Regions from separate parts of the Aedes albopictus genome. Here region 1 is linked to region 2. Evidence: chromatin contacts called from public Hi-C data. All regions are on one chromosome and are shown on one strand. Each heading gives the region's core, a stretch centred on a gene start, on an enhancer-like site or on the middle of the called end of the contact. The rest is flanking DNA. Distances are from core to core; before and after follow the strand shown. Region 1 holds the start of LOC109408893 (ribosome quality control complex subunit TCF25). Region 2 holds the start of LOC109416999.

Region 1 (3,509 bases), core at 433-2,932, 150 kb before region 2:
GTCAGGAAAGGCGTTATGAAATTTGTGAATGAACCCTATTTTCGCTGTGTAGTGTTGGTCTTTCTGAACTACCCACTGAGATGCACGCTATCCATACTGGGATGCTATTCGACATCCTGGAATATGATCAAATAATGTGATATGACATTATTTAATATAATATCAATGATTAAATACTTACCCGCACAAGTTTTCAGCATCCACCTCGTCCATCTTGAAAAAATTGAAGAACAACAACAACAACAACAAAGTTCACGTGGGGCGCGGGTTCATTCATGACATATTGTAATAAGGTGTGATCTTTTATAGAATTTTACTATAAGGAATAACTAATAGAAGTGTATTGATCTCAATAACAAAATTTATGTGTGGCGTTTATAAACGTCGGAATGAACGTATTCAGTCGACTATGTGTTACCACACATAAATAAAATCATTGCTTTTTTGTAGTGTATACCGTCGCGCTCGTATCTTGAGAATACAACTACATCGTATTTTGACAATTTTAGACCCCCTCCCTCCCCCACGTAACAACTTTTGTATGAATTTTTTTTAAATTTTGTATGAAGCGTAACACGACGTCAGACCCCCTCCCTCCCCCTATTGCGTTACGTAATATTTGAATGAACCCTAACCCAAAAAGAAAATCGATCATTGTAGATACACCCGTATGAAACTAAACGCGAGAACTTAGGCCAAACATGCCTAAAGGTCCTATCTGCAGAAAAGAGGCTCTCTTTGGTTTCCCTCTCTTTCGTTAATATCTCAGCTGTTTATTTGTATTATGATTGTCTCCTTGCATAGAACGATGGTCAAAACAATTGTCTTTTGATTTGTACTGGAAAAAATAGCTGAAAAGTGTACCATTACATTGCAATAATTGAAAGAGAAAGTGAGGGAACGTTCAATAATTACGTCCAATATTTGGGGGAGGGGGGGTTGTCAACAAAAGTGTGACAGTACGTGTATTAGGTATAGGGAAAATGCGTGACAGAAGGGAGAGGGAGCGGGAGGAGGGTGGTCTGAAATCCCGGAAAATGATGAACGTAATATTTGAATCTTCCCTGAACAAAGAGAGCCTCTCAAATGCAGATAGGACCTATTGAAATGTTTGGCCTGAACTCATTGCGAACTGTGCACGGAGCCGCCAAACTACCCAAAATTGAGTTCTTTTGACGCAATCCCATAGTTCGGCCCAATAAGCCAAATTTGAGTAAATCGATTAAACTCACACTAGGTAAATTGCCTTCGCACCTCCAGCAAAAACATTTACTTAAGAGTAGGTAAATTCAACCCAAGACCCCCCCTCATTCAACCCAAATTTGAGTAAACCTACATTTACCCAAAATTGGCTTATTGGGCTCAAGGACCCCCGTTGGGTAGATGCATCTTTGTTTGTTTTTGACAACATCGGTGAGGGAAAGAGGGAAAACAACCTAATTTTGGGTAACTAGTTTATTCGATACACTCAGCTTTGAGTAAAATAGACCCGAAAATTAGGTAGTTTGATTTCTCCGTGTGTGGTTGCATTGTTTTTACTGTGTAGCCCATGTACTCCATTTTATTTCCATCGGACATTTTTTTTTGACAGCTGTCAGCTGTTATTTTGCATTCGCGGGGAGTTTGGGGCAAACTGGCTCAGTTTTTGCTCGAATTCACCCATTCTGCTTGAATTTTCGCATTTTTCTTTGCGATCGACGGTCAACAGTCGACCAGACGGAAAGTTATTGTTTTTGTTTCGTGTCACCAAACTTGCAACAGCAGCCCAAATTTTCATCAAGCAATCGATCGGCGGATTATTTTCGCTGAAAATCCGTTTCCCGAGGATTTCCCTCGATGAAAATCAGGTGAAAAAGTGTGCAAGAGATATTATTGCTTGGAAAAGACAGTGCGAAGACGCGTCACCACAGGTATTAGGGTTTCCACGTAGCACGCGTGATAATCTGGTAATTTGTAATTTATTTAAGTAAGTACGATAGCCTGCTAGTTACAAAACTTTTGCTCAGGTCAAGGAACCGGTCTGGTAAAGACGGAAGTGTCCCCCCGTTGCGGGAAGCATTGGAAAAATGTCTTACCGTATCTTGCGGAAGTTGCAGGGCAACGAACTGGAGATCAAGGACCCCATCGACGAGATTTCCGATGGGGCCGATGCGGATTACGATACCAACAGCATCGGCAGCCAGACTCGCAAGAAAATCAATATCAATCGATTCGATTTGGTAAGTGTTATCTCATTCCGGGGGTGTACGAGATTTGTTTCTACTTGAATGCAACAGGCCGTGATGAATCAATGGGCAATTTCACAAGAAAGTATTTCGACATACAGCTTTCGCTCGATAACTGGGCTTTGTCGACAGTCCAGTAAGCGAGCGCCGCTCGATAACTGGACTGAGCTTCCGCAGCCGGAGGCTATTATTATATTTTGTTTTGTTTACCGATTTGTAAAATGTGAGGTTATATTTCGCTTATTTTTGACAGATAACTGCTTTTTAACTCGACTTTGCCCCAGTTATCGAGCGCCCAGTTAAAAAGCAGTCCAGTTAAAGAGCAGTCAGTTATCGAGCGGATGCTGTATACCTAGGGTGTGCGATCATTTGTGCAGGGTTCCTGTTTTGGGGTCTTCACGCAATAACTTAGTTAATTTAATTCGAATTGACTTGAGTTCATAATCCAATTATGTTTTTGTATATGAAGTAAAATGGTAAAGGGTGACGAGTTCGATCCCCAGTCGGTCCAGGAACTTTTCGTAAAGGAAATATCCTTGAATATTTAGCCATAGAGTATCTTTGTTTCTGTCACACGGAATACACATGCAAAATGGTCATTGGCAGAGGAAGCTTTCAGGTAAAAACTCAAGAACATTATGCTAAGAAGCAGGCTTTGTTCCGGTTGGGGCGTACGGCAAGAAAAAGTAGAAGACGTACGTACATTGAACCATAACAATTTTAAATCTATGGAACAATCATTGAATTGTCTTTAAAACTACTTACAACATATCTTTTATTCCAGCTGAACCAGCAGCAATCGCTCTCGGAGAGCGAAGTCAAAGAGGATGATAACGACGAAACGGAACGAGACAATGCTGGAGGGACACAGAACCCAAATCTGGTTGAGTGCAAAAAGAAGAAGAAAAAGAAAAAGAAGCGTACCGGCAAGTACGTGGCCAGTTCGGCTCGCCGCAGCAGCGAAGACAATGCCGACGTCGAGGACGATTTTGCCAAAACGGTCAAAGAGGTCGATCAGCTGTTCGGCGATTATGAAAAGTCAGAAAACAGAGCATCCGTGGCCAACAGTGGCGTGAACGGATCGGGTTCCGGTTTCTCCGGGGGCAAGTCCCTACTATCGGTGCAACACAAGAATTTGAATCCACAGTATGAGATGAAGCGGATGTTCGGCAGCAAAGTGGTCGCTGATCAGCAGAACAAACGACGGAACAACAACCGAGGAGCAGCCCCGCGAACGCTGAAGTCCACCTACTTGGTGAACCCAAAAGACAGTTGGCCTCCGGT
Region 2 (3,486 bases), core at 555-3,054:
GGAAATCCATAACATTTCACTGCAAACAAATTAGCGACCTCGTTTAGCACCCTTTCCCCGCGCAAAACAATCTGTTACCGCTGTATACGATACACTTCCAATGGGCAAACAACGCCGTATTCTATCCACCCGACTTACTCACCTTTCTGTATTGCTATCTCTAGTCGGCGGTTCTCGCTGTGTACCACCGACGTGATGTACGATATGATGAACAGCCACATTACCGTCATTAGTATGGCCAACCACAGGCCGAAGTTTTTGCAGTCGATGTGCGATCCGGCCACCGCTGACCGATGGTGATCGTCATCGTGTCGGCCCGAGTTTGTCCTTGTACGTGTTTTTCTGAAATGTACGGTTGAGACGTGAGCGAAGAAAGTGGAAAATTGCCGGTATAATACGCCACGATCATATGCGGATCTAGGAGGCGCAAGAGAGCTGAGGTGTGCGGACTCAATTATTTTGGTCATTCAATTTGAGCACGTACGTTTTCTTCCAGTGCTCCCCGTTGTTGAGTTGCTTATCTCCATGGAGATTTATTTCAAAGTGCACGCATGAACTGCTTCACACAAAGTTTAAACAGATGAATAATAGCAAAAGTTACAATCAAACGTATATATTCAGCTCGATTGGTTCTATATGGGCTTGAAAGGATAATTTGCAAACATTGGGCATGTTTTACACATAATTTTCGTACAGATAAACGTTAGAAAAATATGTTTGTGTCAGATGGCAAAGTTTGTGTGTCATTTAACGTTTCGTTTGCTTTAGCGTGACTAAGCAAACCGAATTTGTATCCTGGCACACTTTGATAATTTTTTAGGTTTGGCAGCAGCCTGGCTGCTGTCAAATTTCAGTCCGCAATCCTCAGCAAGAGAGTATCCAAATCTTTCTGGGTGCTCTAGAACCTTCAAGGCTGAAGGTGGTTGAAGTGTTCAGTACCTAAAGAATGGATCCCGAGGGATCATTTCAAAACTTGTTCGCTCCTGCCTTCTAGATACGTCTGTGATGTTTCTAAAAATAGAAAAAAAGAGAAAACACGCATCTCTCGATCTCAAGACTAACCTTCGCACTTTCCGTTTCCTCTGGTTGACGATCTCCGGCAGTTCAAGGTCTGACAGACTTTTGGAATCGTCCGACAACTGTAGCAGTTTGAAGGACTCATTCTTTCGTTCCCCGTTCATCATATTGCTATCGGAATTTGGTTCCCGTTTTTATTTATGAATTACTATATCTACATCGATCTCTGGCGACACTACGCCAAACCGAATTCCACTGGACCGACGTTCTACGTATATTTACAAGGACGGAGATCTTACGTCCCTACGCAAGGGAAATCACAGCTAGTTTACTCATTTTCTCCCAGTACGATGGATTATTGCACCGCTTAATTGACTTGAAGCAAATCGTGAACAATCTAAAAGGGTCACTTCACACGCTTACCTGAACCCAATCGTAACTTCGAGTTCCCCAAAGCGTATTTTATTGCACTTTACATAATATAAAACCCTGTGTTTCCTCAAATTATCTACTGATAACCGCGAGACCGCCGTATGAACCGAAAAAAAAAACAAAAGCCTCAAATTTATTACAGCGTGCACGTCACGTCAATGGTAATTAAAATTTATCAAGCGACTACGAACGAATTGGATCGACGCGGTTCTTCCGTTCTTATTACACACAATAACAAACCGAGTTTGGTGTTCAAAACAAAACTACGAAAGAATGATACAAAAAAACATACATCTGTCTCGCGATTGGTACAATGACTATTAACCGTGTCCGACGAAGGACGGACGGCTCTATGTTTTGCAATGGTAATTAGATTCCGCCAGACGACTTTATTACGATTAAGGTGTCGAAAGGGAATGCGAAACAAGCAGGCGTAGAGAAAGTGTCAAACAGTGCACGACAACCATTTGGAGAATGGTTCTCTATGGTATGGATGATATGCTATATGATGTGCTATAGTTGAACCATTCAGATGGCTTGACAGCAAGACAAGTGGTGCGAACTGGTTTGTTTTTTGATGAGGCGTTTGATTTGACAGTTGGACGAACTGCGATTTATGCTTCTGTATTCTGCTTGGCCATTTCAGGAGGGTTACCCTTAAGGGATCCCATAATTCCTGAAGGCTTCTCAAAAAGAACTCTTGGAGAATTTCTTGAAAGAACTTTTGTGAAAATTCTTAATAGAACTTCTGAAGGATTCCTACAAAGAACTTTTGGAGGATTGCCAGATATTACTTCTACAAGATTCAAATGAACAACACCAGGCGGGCTCCCACAAGGAACTTCTGAAGATTGGCAGAAGGAACTCCTGGAGGATTCCCAAAAGCGACTCCTGGAAGACTCCAAGAAACAATTACTGAACGATTTCTCGAATAAACTCCGGTAGGATTCTCTTTAGGAACTCTTGAAGCAAACGTAATGAGAAATATTGGATAAATTCCAAAGACGAATGAAGTTAGAATCCATTAACAACTCTTGGAAGTGTTCCAAGAAGGAGCTTCTGCTGCACAAATACCAAAAAAGAACTCTTGCGGAAAATCTTCAAAGAACTCCTGGAAAAACGATAGGATTCAACAAAGATTTACTGGAAAAATACCATAGAATCTCCTAACTAATCCACCTAGCGGTGATGGCGCCTTTCTCGTGATTTCGAAAACACATTTCAACACGACTCAAGTGACATGTTGATGAACATGTCGCATTTTCATACGTTTAACAGAAATCCATTTCATGGCATCAGAGATCATATCGTTTATCTAGCTTTTGATTTTTGAGCCTTAAACTCTTGAGAAACAACCGCAATCTTGACTTTTGAACCGCCATTTTGGATTTGAGTCCGGAAGCTCGGAAATTCAGGTCGCCATTTTTTGAATTCCCGAATTCTTCCCCATACCAGATACACCCATATTGAATGGTTTTAGAGCCCAAAACTCCATTAAACAGCCACAATTTTGAATTTTGCGACGCGATCTTGGATATTCTGGTCGCTATTTTTTAACTCCGGTTGTCTTCCCCATACCAAATATACCCATATTGTACAGTTTTAGAGCCTAAACCTCCATTAAATAGCCGCCATCTTGAAGTTTACGCCGCCATCTTGAATTTTGAGATGCTATCTTGGATATTTTGGTCGCCATCTTGAATATTTTAATCGTCATTTTTGGACTCCAGACTCCTACAACTCCATTAAACAGAAGCCATTTTGAATTTTGAGCTATCATCTTGGATTTTCGACCGCCATCTTGGATATTCTGGTTGTTATTTTTTGAGTCCAGATTTCTTCGCCCAACCAAATATACCCATATTGCATGGTTTCAGGTCCTAAAATTTCATTAAACAGTCGCCATCTTGAATTTTGAGACGCCATCTTGGATATTTTGGTCAATTTCTTGGATATTTCAATCGTCATTTTTGAACTCTAGACATCTTTCCAATATCAAATATACACATATTGTATGGTTTTAGAGCCTAAAATTCC

Evidence for each region. A called contact is a pair of places that touch in the nucleus more often than the background predicts.
Region 1: a Hi-C map of whole pupa shows a contact between it and region 2, with 5 times the contacts expected there. The contact joins the promoter of LOC109408893 here to the promoter of LOC109416999 in region 2. A contact is called at or near these places in 2 of 3 Hi-C or Micro-C datasets (whole body and whole pupa).

What each region holds. Positions count from the first base shown.
Region 1 is chr2:407,386,859-407,390,367 of AalbF5, reverse strand. LOC109408893 (ribosome quality control complex subunit TCF25) reads left to right here and starts at 1,682. Exons shown (of 5, transcript XM_029876580.2): 1 at 1,682-1,946; 2 at 2,030-2,219; 3 at 3,010-3,509. The coding sequence starts at 2,067. It overlaps LOC134287312 (a long non-coding RNA gene), which reads right to left and starts at 449. Exons shown (of 3, transcript XR_009997212.1): 1 at 182-449; 2 at 1-116.
Region 2 is chr2:407,238,349-407,241,834 of AalbF5, reverse strand. LOC109416999 reads right to left here and starts at 1,804. Exons shown (of 6, transcript XM_029876584.2): 1 at 1,063-1,804; 2 at 143-342. The coding sequence starts at 1,184.